Linked DNA regions of Mus musculus: region 2 is linked to region 1. A link is a contact called in public HiChIP or PLAC-seq data. All regions are on one chromosome and are shown on one strand. The core of a region is the stretch at or near the end of the contact, and the rest is flanking DNA. Distances in the headings are between cores, read along the strand shown.

Region 1 (5,142 bases), core at 915-3,414:
AGAAATGTGTTCTAAGTCCCCAGCAAATACTCCTTCGGTTGGAGAGCAGAGCCCTTTTGCCGTTCTCAGCTCCTTGTGAATCGACAGGTGTTTTCCAAACTAAAAGCAGAGTAGGAGAGAAACTTAACATGACTCAGGGCATGTGCACAGAGAACGGAAGGTGCCGGTGGCAGCAGCCACTTCCACGGCTATACTGACATCTGCAGGCATCTGAAGAGCAGCTTGCTGTCACCGTTAGTAACTGCTTGATCAAATCTACCTAATAAAAACAAGGCAACACAGATACTATCCCGCAGGTGATAATGGGAAGGGGTCACAGACAAGTCATTCCTGCGGGTGAAAATGGATAGTAACAGGCCACACTAGTGCAAAGAAGGACAAAGACGGTGTTAACGACAGATTTACCACTAGCGTCTGTGAAATTCTTCAGCATGATTTAGTACTTGATAGAGTCACATATCTCTCCCTTGCCAAAAGCACTTGCCCGTGCTCAGTTCTCAGCTGCTAAGGTAACAGAGACAGTGCTGGGCACTGCCCTCAACTCTGCTGGCTTTCTATCTTTTGAGATGATGCTCTTCCATCCCAGGCCACAGACCTCCTAGCCACACGGGCTCTGTGGACAGTGAAGTCAGGGACCTGGGCTAGGGTGCTCAGGCATAGCAAGCCAAAGCCTACAGTGTAATATGTGCAGTGAGTGCAGGGGACACAGTGAGGGCATTGGGTACTGAGGGGCAGGAGAGACAGACAGTGAGAACAATGGGCCCAGTGGGCACAGTGGGTGCAGTGTGCAGTGAGCGCAGAGGGTACAAAGGGGTACAGTGGGTGTAGTAGGGTCAGTGGGCTCAATGGAGGCAGTGTGTGCAGTGGCTGCAGGGAGTGTAGGGCTACAGTGAGTGCAGTAGGTGCAGTGGGTTCAGTGGGGCAGCGGGGACAGTAGGAGCAGTGGAGGCAGAGGGCACCGTTAATGCAGTGGATGAAGTAGTGGGAGCAGTGAGTGCAGAGGGTGCAAGGGGATAGAGTGGGTATAGTGGGGTCAGTGGGCACAGTGCGTGCAGCGGAGGCAGTGGGTGCAGTAGAGGCAATGGGTGCAGTGGGCACAGTGGGGGCAGTGGGAACAGTGGGCATAGCAGGTGCAGTGGGCTCAGTAGATGCAGTGAGAGCAGTGGGCACAGTGCATGCAGTGGAGGCAGTGGGCACACAGGAAGCAGTGGGTGCAGTGTGCGCAGTGGGTGTAGCAGGCACAGTGCCTGCAGTGGAGACCATGGAGACAGTGAAGGCAATAGAGGTACTGGGGGTATGGAGGGTGGGCGTAAGAGCAAGCTCTCCTGAGGGGACTCTCTCCAGAGGACCTCACAGAAACTCGGAATAATTCTAAAGCTGGTTCCTGAGCTGTGAGCTGATAACTCCTTTCTCTACACGGGGAGCCACTCTGACCAAGAAACCCTCCCAAAATGTTTGCTTGTTTCCATATAAAATCAAGAGGAAGGTCCTGACAGAGTTCCCTTTACAGGCCAGCCACACAGAGTGTGGATATCAACCTAAATACTTCCCAGAAACCAACACACACATAATTAGGGTAACCGTTTCCAGCGCAGCTTTTCTGTGTGTGGTGCTGGGGGTGGAACCCAGAGCCCTCAAGTGAGCCAAGCTGAACTCTCCACCTCCCTCATAAAAATGTTAGTCCTCGTGTAACACAGGAGTAAAAAGAGACCATGCTCTCCTTACACAAGAAGAAGCTTTAAAAAATGTGGGGGGAGTCTCCGTGTCTTCTGAGTACATATCAGAAAGACAGATTTGTAAACCACGAGGCTAAGGTTAAAATTCAGATTAGCCGCCTGATGAATGGCCGACACTTACGACTGTAACCCGCAGAGCAGAATACATCCACCTTTCAAATGCGTTAAAGTGTAATCTTACCAGACAGACTTTGTTGTGTCTGTGACACAGGGCACTTTGGAAATGTTACTTCCTACCCTTCTCCTTCTTCCTCGTGTCTCAAGGTCCAGCCTGTGAGTCTCAAATCTCGTGGAGGGACAGAATTGCCACTCTCTATGTACTGTGAGCTCCCAGAGGAAAAGAAGCTGCTGGCCAGAACACAGCGGCTCCCATCCTCATGGACTAGCCTGTCTGCAGCATGACTGGGGCAGGATCCTTTCCAGCCCTGGAAAGGACCGCCGTGAATGAGGACACCCAGCCAGGGGCTAAGACATGCTCACAAACCTCACCAGCCTCCTCTCCTGAACTCCTGCTAGAACCTTCTCACTCTCACCCCATTTTTCTTCTGAACAGATCGTTCTCTGGCCTCTCGGTTTCCAAATTGACATTTCTCCCTCTCCTAGTCTGTTCCTAATTAAAGAGCCGGACAAGCCTGGTTTGCTAACCTCACAGAGGCTTCTACTCTGACAGCTCTCTGCTGCCCCCTCTTGTCATCATGTGGAACAGCTTACTCTTGCCACAAAACTCTTGATTAGGTTGGCCAGGGCAGCTCTTTCAGTGTTTGGCATGGGGGCGGGGGGGGGGGGGGGGGGGAGTATGTTCAGGACTAGAAATACAATAGGAAGTAAAATGGCAAAAGCCCTCATTTTTGTGAAGCTCACAGCACAGTAGGAAAGGCACCCAGCGATCAGTCACATGGTAAATGTTACATCAGAACTCAGAGGACTTGTGAGATGTTTTAAGGGCAGGCTAGACCTGGTCAGCAGGTTAGAGGAGGTGTCCTAGGGTAGTAGTGATACAGGCTGAGATTGAAGGATGAGTGGATGAGTGGAACAAAGAGAATTAGGGAGTAGAAGGAACATTCCAGAGGAGAAAGCAGCAGTGTGGTTTCAGATAGCAGGTAGCATGGTAATTACACGAGAAGAAAGGAAGTCAGCATGGATAGAGGCTGCGAAATGGGGAGCGAAGCAGCAGAAGAGGCAAGCAGCTGCATGCAAGACCACTAGAGCGTGCTGGGAGGAGGCACTGACCAGGGAAGAAGTTATGGTATTCAGGGGAGTCCGTGAAAATGGGCAAGAACCAGTATGCAGAGCTGAAAATTAGGAGAGATTGTGCTAAGGAGAAAGAGACAGCTCTGACATACTTTTGTGCAACTTTGGATATAAGAGAGCAACTGCTCATGGCCATGGGAAAAGGAACTACAAGTTGTGTTTTCTTTTTCATTCTCTTTGTTTTTGCTGTTGTTGTTGGTTTTCAAGAAAGGGTTCCTCGGTGTAGACCTGGCCCTGCCTGTCATGTAACTCACTCTAGACAGCAGGCTGGTCTTGAACTCAGAGATCCGTCTGTCTCTGCCTCCCAACTGCTGGGATTAAAGGCGTGCACCACCATGCCCTGGATGGCAGTCATGTTTTCTTTTTCTTTTTTCTTTTCCCCCCAATTTTTTATTAGATATTTTCTTCAATTACATTCCAAATGCTATACCCTCCCCCCGCCCTGATCCCCTACCCACCCACTCCCAATTCATGGCCCTGGCGTTCCCCTGTACTGGGGCATATAAAGTTGCAAGATCAAGGGGCCTATCTTCCCAATGATGGCCGACTGGGCCATCTTCTGTTACATATGCAGCTAGAGACATGAGCTCTGAGGGTACTGGTTAGTTCATATTGTTGTTCTACCTATAGGGTTGCAGACCCTTTCAGCTCCTTGGTACTTTCTCTAGCTCCTCCATTGGGGGCCCTGTGTTCCATCCAATAGATGAGAAAGACTATACACACTGTATAGCAGTGGTCTTTGCTTTTTCAGTGGGAACTAAATCTCTGGACTCCTGCTATGGGTGAGTGAAGATGAGAATGACGTCTTGGGTGCACCTGGAAGTGGAGTCCAGATAAGATTTGGCCTGGTCCCCAGTGCGTATGTGGTACTTCAGAGTGCTAATAAGACTTACTTACTGCATTCTGTGAAATAAGTTCAACTCTATGATCTCTAAGTTAACCCCTCACATTCTACCATATCGAGAGCAAATCAATCGTCAGCTGAGAAACGGAAACTGCTGCACTCACCTTGTTATCAAGACAGACAGCCAGAAAGAAAGATTGTTTTTAAACCACCACATGAAAATTCATCACATCCGGTGACTATGATTAAAAATACTACATTGAGTAAACTTAATAACACTTAAGAAAAATATTTTAAATGTGACTAGTTTTATTTCTAATTTCCCAGGAACGTGTGATTGTATAAATTAAAGGGAAAGTGGCTGTTGTTGAGTTATCTACCCAATGTGCTCAGATGAGGACATCGCACCTGAATTCATGCTATTTGTTGTCAATCTAGAGTTCCTCTGTCTAAACTCGGGACTCTGCAAAGAACCCCTGGTCACCATAAACGCCTTCACATGGCCACACAAGTGTTCATTGTGCCTTCCACGTGCCCCAAAAGACTTACACATAGTAGAAAAGGATTCTGACCCTCAGTTATGACATTTATGTGTGGACAGTACCAAGTGAGGAGGAAAATGAAAAGGGTACACAGTGCGGGTCATCTCATTCCACTGGCTGCTGGGGGGGCGGGGGGGGGGGAGGATGAGCAGCATTGCCGATGAGCCGTGAGGCTTAGCAACCATCTTGTCAAATCAGCTTGAGACACCCTTGGACATACAGCAAAGCAAGGATGCAGAGGAAGCCGAAGGGAAAGGCACCGAAGGAAAGGCACCGCATGGAGGGATACTGCCAGATTCACTCACATGTTCAGAGGGAAGGAATTGTACTTTCTGGAGACCAGTCAGTTTCTCTCAAGAGTTCCCGTCCACTAGGCATAAAAATACCAGATCAAACCAATCTTAAAGCAAAACCTTAGTCAGAGGGAAGGCTAGCGAACTCCTAGCTTTATAATAGTGCTATGTATCACACGATGGTGATTTTTTTTAAGTGACAGATTAAAATTCAACATTATTGGATAGTCTTTTTATGGACGGAAAGAAGTTTCTTAGCTGCAAGGAAATAATCAACTCTTTACATGTCACGCTTTTCCTAAAAGCTCTCTTTACAAAGCGAAAAAGAGCCAGTGAGCTGTTAATTTGTTCATAAATTTTTGTTACTGCTTTTGTGCTGAGCTAATTCTGAAAACAAGATGGCTTTGTGGATTACATTTGTATTTGAGCCAAGTTAATATCTGTAGGGGCCTTGAAGGATGAAACGCAGGTTTAGT
Region 2 (5,142 bases), core at 666-3,165, 630 kb before region 1:
CAAATATGTTCCAAATAGCACAGTGCTGACTTCTAAGGCAATTAGAATTTAAAGGGAAAGACAGGACTAGAAGTAGAGAAGCATTTACGCATGTAGCTCTTGTGTACAGAGTTCTTCCAGTATACTAGGTTACCTTTGAACAGGCAGGAAAAAAATCTTTTCTCTTCTTCCCTTTCCTTTATTGTTGACATACCAAAAAATGTTTCAGTATAGCATTTTTAAACAATTTACCTTTGTCACTTCTCCTTCCTGTCCCTTCTCTCTCCTCCTTCCCCATATTCTGTCTTCTACCCGAGTAGCACCTTTCTTCTTTCATAACACATCTACCCTTACCCTGACCCCTGCCCTTTCTTACTCCTCTTGATCCCATGATCTTCTACCTAGTTTTGTAGCGTATACCCATCCTTATGCCTTCTTATAAATACACACACAAACACTAAAAGTTAGGATCTGGATATGAGGATGAAGATGGTGATGTGCCTCCCCAGAATAGCACCTCCACTGCACGAAGTGAAACAAACATAAAAAACAAACAAACAAAAAACCAACAACAACAACAACAACAACACAAAAATAGAAACAAAAGAAAACAAAAACCTCTGTTCAGTAGTGCATCTAGGTACATGTTCTATAAGCTGAGCAGGAATCTTTGGGTAGTGTGAAAGCTAAGAAGGAGCCAGAGTAACTTTGAGAACCAGGAAGATAAAACCATGAACACAAGAATATGCTTAGCTACACATGATAGGGAAACCCAGGGGCTAAGTAAGATACAAAGAAAGAGTCAGCCATACTAGCTTAAGGCTAAAGTTTCACAAAATACTGTCAGGATGGTAGCAGTGGTGATATCTACACTATTTATCAGTAGATGACTTGACATAAACAGGCATGATGAGAATCCATTGGAGTTTTAGAACATTGTAAATGCCATGCTGATTCCACTTGCAGGAGAGTGTTCTCTTATAGGGAACTTCTCTGTTCTTGGGTGCCATCATATTTATCAGAAACAGAAGTTGTGAGAGAAATTGATGGGACTCTTAAGAATATAGACACTGAGTTCTTCAGACGCCCACGTCTTCAGTTTTTTCTTCTGTGCAGAGAATCCTAGCACTCTTAGTATTTGTGAATGTATTTAGATTTTGACTTCCTAGTATAGTCTGAAAAAAAGTCCTGTAGGGACCAATGTAAGTGCAGTTCTGTCTAGAATTAGAACATTGGCTAAACTCTCTCTACATACACGTCTCTTGCATCAGCTAGCAACAATGTGTGTTGATTAGGTTCCCACGAGGCAGGCCTGAGTTCATGCTGAGCATCCAGGGATGAACAAAACCACACTGACCTCTTCCTTCAGGAGACAAGGGCCAGTGAACATAATACCCATGTTTCAAGCCATCGATTTAATAATCAATTATTGATGCACCAAGTACTATGAAGACATTAGGACCTAAGATTATGTCTAGGTCCTTAAGGAATAAAAGACGAAGGTTTTGTAGAGGGACAGAAAGTATGAAGCTACCACCTTCAGACTGTCTATGTTAAATAAAAATGCAGTTTCAAAATATTTCGACTTAATAATTTAGAAGAAACCCATTTAGATGTCTCATCATCAAACAGGTCTGTTAGCACAGAAAGAATGAGATAGTGCCTCAGAGCCTTCGAAGGGAAGACTGACAGACCACAGATGAGCAGCCAGTATGTCATGTGTCACTGTAACATGGCGAGGTCCTTTGCCTTGACTTAAGGATGCCTCGAGTTGTATAAACGCTGGTGAGTGTTATAGTCTCGGAGTAAGCATTTCACTGGAAACAGTACAAGCTTAGTGTTTGGTAAGGCCTAAGGCTCTGGCAAGGAGAGATGTGTTCCTAAACATGCCACACTCACTGTTAGTGAGGAAGCACGTGTGAGAGCCAGTGTGTGATTTGTACTTTACCTCAGTATTGACTCATGAGACCTATGAGGCCGCTATATGTATTCTGTTATCTCATGGACTAGAAGTTAGTCCCAGGGTCATAATAAAAGAAGGGGGAGGCATATGCCAGCTGAGCAGTAATGGGAGGTATAGGCTAAATCTGAAAGAAACATTATTGGAATGTTTTCTATTTAGTATTTTTCTTTAATGATGTTAAGAAGGGCATCCTCTTGAGGAAACAAATGGCTTTTGCAGATGACACTGTAAAGGACACTAAAACACAAATTAGAAAAACACATATAAGCCTCAAGTATTTTCACTTAAAGGCTGATAACAGAATAAGATTCATCTTCGAAAAATGCAGACTAATAGTAACAATACATTTGGGAAAAGAAAAATAATCTACAATGCAGATACTCAGCCAGTGAGTAGGCGAGCTCTGGCTGGAATACCAAGCCAGCTACAGGGTGAACAATGTCTGTGTTTGCAATGTGATACTACAGCAAAGCAACCCAGAAGTCTGAGTGCGGCATCCATGGGCAATCCAGAGAAACAGCAGGAGGCTTTGACAGCAAGCAGAACAAGTCACTATTTCCCAGAATGGGTTTGTTGACATTTTCATAACTTTATGTTTGTAAATATCAACACCAAGTAGATAGATAAGTTCACATGTTTTACAGTGTAAAAGGAGATGCCACAGTTAGTACTAAAGAAGAAGACATGTTATTCTTCCTGACAGGGTATTTTAAAAACTGGCCAAATGTTTCATTGCGGAGTGATGACTAATGAGTAGAATACTGGCCATCAGGTTTCTTCCCTCCACTGTTCTCCAGGGACAAAGATGAAACCAGGAAACAAAGGAAGGAAGATGTCTAAAGATGGCTTACAAGTTGACTGTAACTGATAAATAGTTTATAAAATTGGCCAGAACCCTATAGAACCAGATCTTTCTTGGGAATTTGTAAATATCTTTGAGTATGTCTAGAGTGTTCATAAACTGATTCTCAAAACACATGCATCTATGAATGAATCCTTAGTAAATGTGCTGGATCATTTGTGGAGTATTATCACTATTCAACTGCTTTTCATAAGGATTCAACTATGTTTATTAATTTAATGAGTGATTTATAATTGCTATTTCTCCTGGTTGGAAAGATTATAGAAAATTGTTAGGGATTACTAACTGCTAACATTCATGCACCTTATAACCACAGTAAAGCTCTGGACCTCACATGGAAGGACAAGGCTACATTAATCATAACTGGACTCTAAGCTAAAGCAACTCTGGGCATTCCTTAGAATTTATCTTAACATAGACTTAAAAATGAAATGATCTCCTAAGGCACTATGTAAAATTAAGAACGCATAGTGTTATAATAAGTGTCATTTTTAAGGCTAGTGTACCTTTGAGAAATTTTAGTATTTTTGTTACTACTGTAAGACAAAAGTCTTGATTAGAACACAGTTCTGTTTTATTGGATCCTAGGTAATCTGGTGTTTAAATAACAAAATTTAGCTGTTAGGTCATCGGCTTTCTCATAAATGATCATAGTCCTTTCTCTTTTCCATGACAAACAGTGCTAAAGGTTTCTACTTGGCGGAGGAAATCCCCAGGTACTGGTACTTGTTATTAGATTTTTATTTATTTATTTATTTTTTGAAATCCACACAGGGAATTTTATTTTAAACTCTAAAGGTAAAAAGTAGATGTTAAGATTAACTTGTTTTGACAAGTCCGTTTACTTGTGGGAGTTTTAGGTACTCAGTTCAGTATCAGACATTGCACATAGAATTAGACATCATCCAGGCTCTGGGTTAGGCAGGAGAGATACAGAATGGTACTATATGACTACAATTCACACCCACCACACACAGCACAGTTAAAGAGGTCTGGACCAGGCATGGGACAAGGCACAAGGAAAGAACCAGGGAAGGAGTCCCTTGCAGAGGAAGGAGGTGGAGGCAGCCAATGGGAGAGGGATGTACAAAGAAAGAAAAGCTGAATTTTCATCCCATTAACAGTAGCTGTAACTAGAACAAAGATCATTATGTTATAGTGTTATTGGATCCAAATATTTTGTATGATTACATAGCAGATAACACAACATCCCACAGTGATAATCTCTGATGATACTCACGAGGTTCATAGTGATTAGATGATGGATAGGAGAGTGTTTTTAACCCCATTTTTATAGTTGGCATATGCCCTTTAATCACAGCTCTGGCATTTAAAATGCCGAAATCATAATTTCCTAATAAATACCTTCCTTCTCTCAAGTAACTCTTGACTCCTTAGCTATTTATTCATGCCATAACCTTTAAATATAAACAATATGAGCAAGTCTTACCTCAGCTCTCCCCTCTATCCCCTGATCTGCCTGTCTCTCTGTCTCTCTGTTTCTTCTTCTCTCTATCTCTGTCTCTCTCTCACACACACACAAGAGAATTCATATAGTGCCATATTAATTATAGAAAACAAATAAATTATGATGTGCTCAATATGAAATTTTAATTTTTATCAAAGCAAACAGAATGAGATGATCACTGTGAATGGATATGTAATTCTGGAATGAAGCATAGAAATGTCTTGTGGGATTATGGTCCCGATTTCACGAACAAATAAAAGTATGTTCTCTTCAGAAGGGATTTGGTAAGCTAAGCTACATGAAGTTTTGTTGTTGTTTTCAAATATCTATCTAGGCATTCTTATTGAAGCATGTAGGATGACGACTTTATAGAAATACCCTTACCTTATTATAGGTCAGTTCTTGTATATTGTTCTAGGTAGATCTTTCTCTAATTCCTCCAACCAAGGATTATCAGCAAAAGTAATCATAGTGTCCAAGGACTTTAGAAACATCAGTTGAACCATCTTGGTACATTTATTTTATATATATCAATGTATATATAATGTATATATGTTCTTTTTTTAAAGATTTATTTTTATAACTATGTATAAGTATGATAGGGTAAATGTGCCCATGACTGCAGTTGCCTGTAGAGGTTGGAAGAGGGCATCCGATTCTCTGGAGCTGGGACTGCAGCCACTTAAGCCTCCTGATGTGGCTGCCAGGAACTGAAATTGGGTCCTGTGCAAGAGCACTGTGCACTCTTAATAGCTGACCCATCTCTCCAGCCCTGTTGATGTTATTTTTAACGATCACAACTATACAGTACAAATATTCTCATGATAAGAGTTCTGGAACCGCTAGGACTTTTATTCCTTTATGCAATAA

The links. HiChIP or PLAC-seq counts read pairs in DNA pulled down with a chosen protein or histone mark.
Region 2: an H3K27ac HiChIP or PLAC-seq map of embryonic fibroblasts shows a contact between it and region 1, with 6 times the contacts expected there. The contact joins two enhancer-like sites. A contact is called at or near these places in 3 of 484 Hi-C or Micro-C datasets (adipose-derived mesenchymal stem cells, embryonic fibroblasts and uterus) and 3 of 115 datasets of contacts at active chromatin or transcription factors (the NIH/3T3 cell line, astrocytes and embryonic fibroblasts).

What each region holds. Positions count from the first base shown.
Region 1 is chr8:31,208,798-31,213,939 of GRCm38.p6, reverse strand. All of the region lies in intron 3 of Fut10 (fucosyltransferase 10), which reads right to left. Among named protein-coding and RNA genes, the nearest start is that of Fut10, 24 kb to the right of the region's middle. Within about 2 kb of position 2,164, at least 38 of the 459 cell types and tissues checked have an H3K27ac peak or open chromatin away from gene starts, as enhancers often do. A contact at or near this core is called in embryonic fibroblasts, where this site is marked.
Region 2 is chr8:31,839,609-31,844,750 of GRCm38.p6, reverse strand. The region is part of intron 2 of Nrg1 (neuregulin 1); the gene reads left to right. Among named protein-coding and RNA genes, the nearest start is that of Nrg1, 77 kb to the left of the region's middle. Within about 2 kb of position 1,915, at least 32 of the 459 cell types and tissues checked have an H3K27ac peak or open chromatin away from gene starts, as enhancers often do. A contact at or near this core is called in embryonic fibroblasts, where this site is marked.